Linked DNA regions of Mus musculus: region 2 is linked to region 1. Evidence: chromatin contacts called from public Hi-C data. All regions are on one chromosome and are shown on one strand. The core of a region is the stretch at or near the end of the contact, and the rest is flanking DNA. Distances in the headings are between cores, read along the strand shown.

The links. A called contact is a pair of places that touch in the nucleus more often than the background predicts.
Region 2: a Hi-C map of embryonic stem cells shows a contact between it and region 1, with 6 times the contacts expected there. The contact joins the enhancer-like site here to the promoter of Cwf19l2 in region 1. A contact is called at or near these places in 1 of 39 promoter capture datasets (stem cell-derived epiblast-like cells), 1 of 484 Hi-C or Micro-C datasets (embryonic stem cells) and 1 of 115 datasets of contacts at active chromatin or transcription factors (embryonic stem cells).

The regions. Positions count from the first base shown.
Region 1 is chr9:3,402,775-3,405,474 of GRCm38.p6, forward strand. Cwf19l2 (CWF19-like 2, cell cycle control (S. pombe)) reads left to right here and starts at 1,311. Exons shown (of 18, transcript NM_027545.2): 1 at 1,311-1,416. The coding sequence starts at 1,324.
Region 2 is chr9:3,987,151-3,989,850 of GRCm38.p6, forward strand. No RefSeq gene overlaps it. Among named protein-coding and RNA genes, the nearest start is that of Gm45957, 150 kb to the right of the region's middle. Within about 2 kb of position 1,446, at least 12 of the 459 cell types and tissues checked have an H3K27ac peak or open chromatin away from gene starts, as enhancers often do. A contact at or near this core is called in embryonic stem cells and stem cell-derived epiblast-like cells, where this site is marked.

The DNA of each region.
Region 1 (2,700 bases), core at 61-2,560:
TCAATATTTCATGGCAAGTCTTTTTGAGTGCCTTTGGTAATGCGTGGGCAGGTATATTAGCCCTTCCTATCAACTCTGAATTGGCTGGTTATCCTTGCTTCAGATGCACAAACTGGAGTGCTGCCTCACAAACATAATGAATCAAATAAAGGGGTTGTAACCATTCAAGTTTGTCATCTTAAATTTGCTGAGTTGATATGGGCAAAAGGAGATAGAAATGGCTTATTTCAACTTTCCTGTTTCTATCCTAGTGGGCGAATCAAATGAAGCACAGATGGGGCTAGTCTTTTGATACAGAGACTTAATTATGCAAGATGCAATAAATACAACAGAGGTCACTGTTTTTTCTTTATGAGAGATAACCACACAACCAAGGCATCTTTCTTCTGGGTGATGAGGACTCTTCCTGCACCCAGGCTTGTGCAACACCAAGTCTTGACCTCCAAATAATTAAGAATTATTTATTTATTTATTTATTTATTTATTTAATGAGTGTTATGTCATCATGTAGTTGCAATGCCTGTGGAGGCCAGAAGAGGGAGATCTCCTGGAAATGGAGCTAGAGATGGTTTTGATGATCCCTGTGAGTTCCTGGATGTGGCCTTAGGTCCTTTGCAAGAACAGTTAGCACCTAAATCACTGACCCATCTCTCTACCCCAGTTTTAAATATATTTCAAGACACCCATCAAAGAAAAATACTGAACTTTTTTTTTTAATTACTTATTTTACTTATATGAGTACATTGTCACTGTTTTCAGACACACCAGAAGAGGGCGTTCAATCCCATTACAGAGGGTTGTGAGCCACCACGTGGTTCCTGGGAATTGAACTCAGGACATCTGGAAGAGCAGTCAGTGCTCTTAACCACTGAGTCATCTCTCCAGCCCCTATACTGATTCTTAAGAGCAATTTTTGTTTTTCCCTTTTCCCCCCACGTTCTGACTTTCTGATCAGGTTCCCTTCAGGTTGATGCACAGTCACAGGAAGTCAGGCAAGAAGGGGGAAGTAAGTAACTTCTAGCTTACTGGAGTGTTTTAAGAGTCCTATTGAGAAATGAGTTAATATATCGCAGGGCTCATAATAACGCATGTTTATATTAACTCAGCGCTTAGCGAACCTAGTACATCTGAAAGATCAACTCTCCAGCAGGCTACAAGTTTCCGCTGAACCTTTCACAGGCGAAACATTCGGAACTGCGCCTGCTCTGTTGGCATAGTAACGCCCCTTCCCTACTATTTTGAAATGCAGATTCGGTTTCTAAATTACGACAGTCGTAAACCGAGGTTTCCCGACGGCGTCCTTGCTTTTCGACGGCAACAACTATGGAGGCGTTTAGTGTAAGATTTGAAAGTGCTAGCAGTATCGAAGAGCGAAAAGAACAGACCCGTAATGCCAGGGCCGAGGTGTTACGCCAGGTATCCCGGCTTTGGAGAATTTTCTTTCTTCCTTTTTAAAACTGGGGTTGTACTAAGGGCTTCTGCATGCTAGGTAATCGCTTTCCGAGATTTAGTTCTTGAAATACTTTCGTTTTATAAATCTTACGGTTTCGGAATGTTATTTAAAAGTTGTAGGACTTGAGAATCCTGGGAGATAGTCCACTCACTTCTCTCGTTACTTCGGTATCTCACCTTGTCTGATTTTGGTCTTTTTCCAATGCAGTTGTCTTCTAAACGCTCGGACCGGCTCCATTTGCTATTTCTCTCCGCAAAAAGATTGATTGGTTTCCTTCCAGTTTCCTTAGTTTTTAAGCACTCTTGATATTTCAGCCGCCTGGATTGCTCAGTTTCTGTGTCCAGTGTCACATCCGAGGACTCTTCTTACCAGTTAATTCGAAGCATGAGTCATTGCCCCGGCTTATTGGAAGTAGGACACATTTGAATACGTTGGTGTTTCCTCCACGTTTTCCTTTCAACTCCAGGCTTAGGCCAGCCTTTACTGATTGAAACACTGTTTTAGCATAAGAGACTCAGAATATGTGCTCCCCGACCCCAGGTTTTGGAAACAGAATTCTCATTAACATTGAAATGTATGGAGTTTATAAAAACGGAAGAAGTAAATTATTGAACAGTTATTGACAGTTATTCCTGATTAATTGTGACAGTGAAAAAGATGAATTTGTAGTTGAACAACGGAATGTTCCGTGACTATGTTTTGGGTTTTTTGTTTTATGATAAAAGAATTTTAAATAAGTTTAAATGCATATAGAGAGTAGAAAATAAATAGGAAGAATGAGTAATGCCTTCCTTCAGTCACATTTTAAGGGGATGGGTGGGCAGTTAGTCTTGGTCAGATAAAGCATCATGAATATTGGCTGATTTCAAAATAGATATAATGAATAATCATAATGACTGTCTGTTTGATATTTCAAACAGTTTTTGGAAGAAACTCTTTGTCAGCTGTGAAGAATTTTAGACAAATCTACATACAGTTTGATAAGGACCAAAGTCAGCTTAGGAATTTTGACAGATGGATGAGAAAGCAGAAGAAACTTCTTGCATTGTATTACTATTGTTGACTGCTGACTAGAAATTAGCCATATGGTTCTTTCTTTTTAAGAGGATAACTTTTCTGAGTCAATTGTATTGGCACTGTCTATTTTGAAGGCATGGAAAAAGGTCAGATTTATAACTTTTGGGAAAGTCTAAAGAACTAGCCACAGTGACAATGAAGGTTAAAGTGATTCCAAATCCTATTTGAGA
Region 2 (2,700 bases), core at 196-2,695, 580 kb after region 1:
AATTCTGGGTCCTGTTTATTTATATTGTCTGTTATGTATACAGTCTTTTTAATTGGGAATTGAGTCCATTGATGGTAGGAGATATTAAGGAACAGTGATTGTTGCTTCCTGATATTTTTATCCTATTTTTATGTTTGTGTGGTAATCTTTCAGGTTATTTAAAAGAAGATTACATTTTTTTTCTTTTTCTAGGGCATAGTTTCCCTCCTTGCATTGGCATTTTCCACCTATTATCCTTTGTAGGGCTTGATTTGTGGAAAGATATTGTGTAAATTTGGTTTTGCCATGGAATATATTGGTTTCTCAATCTATAGTAATTGAGAATTTTTCCAGGTATAGTAGTCTGGGCTGGCATTTGTGTTCTCTTTGGGGTTGAATGAGATCTGCCCAGGATCTTCTAGCTTTCAGTCTCTGGTGAAAAGTCTGATGTCATTCTCTTAGGTCTGCCTCTATATATTACTTGAACTTTTCCCCTTACTGCTTTTAATATTTCTTTGTTTAGTGCATTTGGTGTTTTGATTTTTCATTATGATTTTTATTATGATTTTTACTATTATGTGACTGCCTCAGTCTAACCTCTATTGGGTCTCCTATCTGCAGGGAATGAGTTTCTGGTTGCAGGTGGGCAAGGAGTCAGAGAGAAGGGGGTGACAAACAGACACGACATGAGAGAGTGTGTTATATCTGAATGTATTTTTGCCAAACGAATATCAGACTTTTAATACAGAAAACAAAACAAAACAAAACAAAACAAAACAAAACAAAACAAAACAAAACAAAAAAAAAAAAAACAACAGGCAAACACATCTGCCAAGTTACAGTGACACAAAACAAAAGGAATGCATACATCAAAAGATCTTGGGAACCAGGCCACATTTACCACTTAATTTAAAAGTTCAGCTAAACACCAGAGCCAGGTGAATGCTCTAATACAATGCTAGTTAAACCCACCACCAGGGGTTCTTTAGTAAATACCTGATTATGCTATTCCTCTGGGCCTAGTGAAGAAACCTTAACCAGGGGAATTCCCTTCCACTAAATCTTTCATGAGACAACCCACCTATTTGCTAGGCCATTGTGTATTCCTGTGTTTGGGTGTGACTCGGCTATTGTCCTAAGTAATTACTATGCAGACCAGCCCTGAGCTTTTCTAGCTATGTTCTTTGTAATGCCTAATTAGTTTCACTGTCTCTACTAGAAGTGAATTTGAATGTTACTGAATAGGTAAAATGCTTACTGAATTCCAAGCTCAATGCCGGCTTCAAGGATTTTCTAGGAACCATTGGAACACTGGTGGAGGCTTAGCTATGTCAAAAATCAATCCTTAAAGGCACTTATAATGAAACAATACTGAAAGAGAGCATACAACAGATTATTGCAGGGACAGGGTTTGAGTATACAGGATATGGAAATGTCAAGGTTCCAGGAGGCAAAGCTTCCTTGAAACTCTTCACCTCGTGCCTGGTTTCAGGCCTTTAGGCCTACAAAGCAGACTACACTGGAGTGGACGTAGCATGTGAGCACCAGAGGAATTTATTTTCTGGTCCAATCTATTTGGAGTTCTGTAGGATTCTTGTATGTTCATGGGCATGACTTTCTTTAGGTTAGGGAAGTTTTCTTCTATAATTTCATTGCAGATATTTACTATCCCTTTAAGTTGGGAATCTTCACTCTCTTCTATACCTATTATCCTTAGGTTTGGTCTTCTTATTGTGCCCTGGATTTCCTGTATGTTTTGTGTTATCAGCCTTTTGCATTTTGCATATTCTTTCACTGTTGTGTCAATGTTTTCTATGGTATCTTCCGCACCTGAGCTTCTCTCTTCTATCTCTTCTATTCTGTTGGTGATGCTCGCATCTATGACTCCTGATCTCTTTCCTAGGTCTTCTATCTCCAGTGCTCTCACCCTTTATGATTTCTTTATTGTCTCTGTTTCCATTTTTAGATCCTGGATGCTTTTCTTCAGTTCCTTCACCTGTTTGATTATGTTGTCCTGTAATTCTTTAAGGGATTTTTTGTTTCCTCTTTAAGGTCTTCTACCAGTTTGCTTGTGTTCTCTTGTATTTCATCCTACTTAATGTCCTCTATCATCACAATGAGATGCGATTTTTCATCAGTCTTGCTTTTCTGGTGTTTTGGGGTAACCAGGCCTCATTGTGGTGAGAAAACTCGGTTCTGATGATGCCAAGTAGGCTTGGTTTCTGTGGCTTATGTTCTTGTGCTTGCCTTTTGCCATCTGGATATCTCAGGTGTTAGCTTACCTTCCTTGCTGTCTCTGACTGTGGCTTCTCTGTCCTGCAAACCTGTGTGTCTGTACTTCTGGGAGACCAGTTCTCTCCAGGAGGAATTTAGGTATGGAGAGCTGTGGTATAGGGTAATCTCTGGGGTTCAGATAGAAACCAGAAGGATTCTGTTCCCAACTGATCCTTGGTTCCTGTGTCCTGGTGGCTCTGGGAGGGTCCCTCTTGGGCCAGGAGTTTAAAGAGAAGTGTTGGTCTTACCTGTGCTTGTAGGTGTGTAGGCACTCCTGCGAGATCACCTCTCTCCTAGTAGTATTTGTGTGTAGATCCGTGGTACAGGAATAGCTCTGGGTGCAGAGGGAAACTAGAAGACTACTGTCCCAGGCACCTCCTCAGTTCTTGTGCCCTGATTGTTCTGGGCAGGTTCTTTTGAGAAGTAGTGGTAGTTCTACCTGTGGTC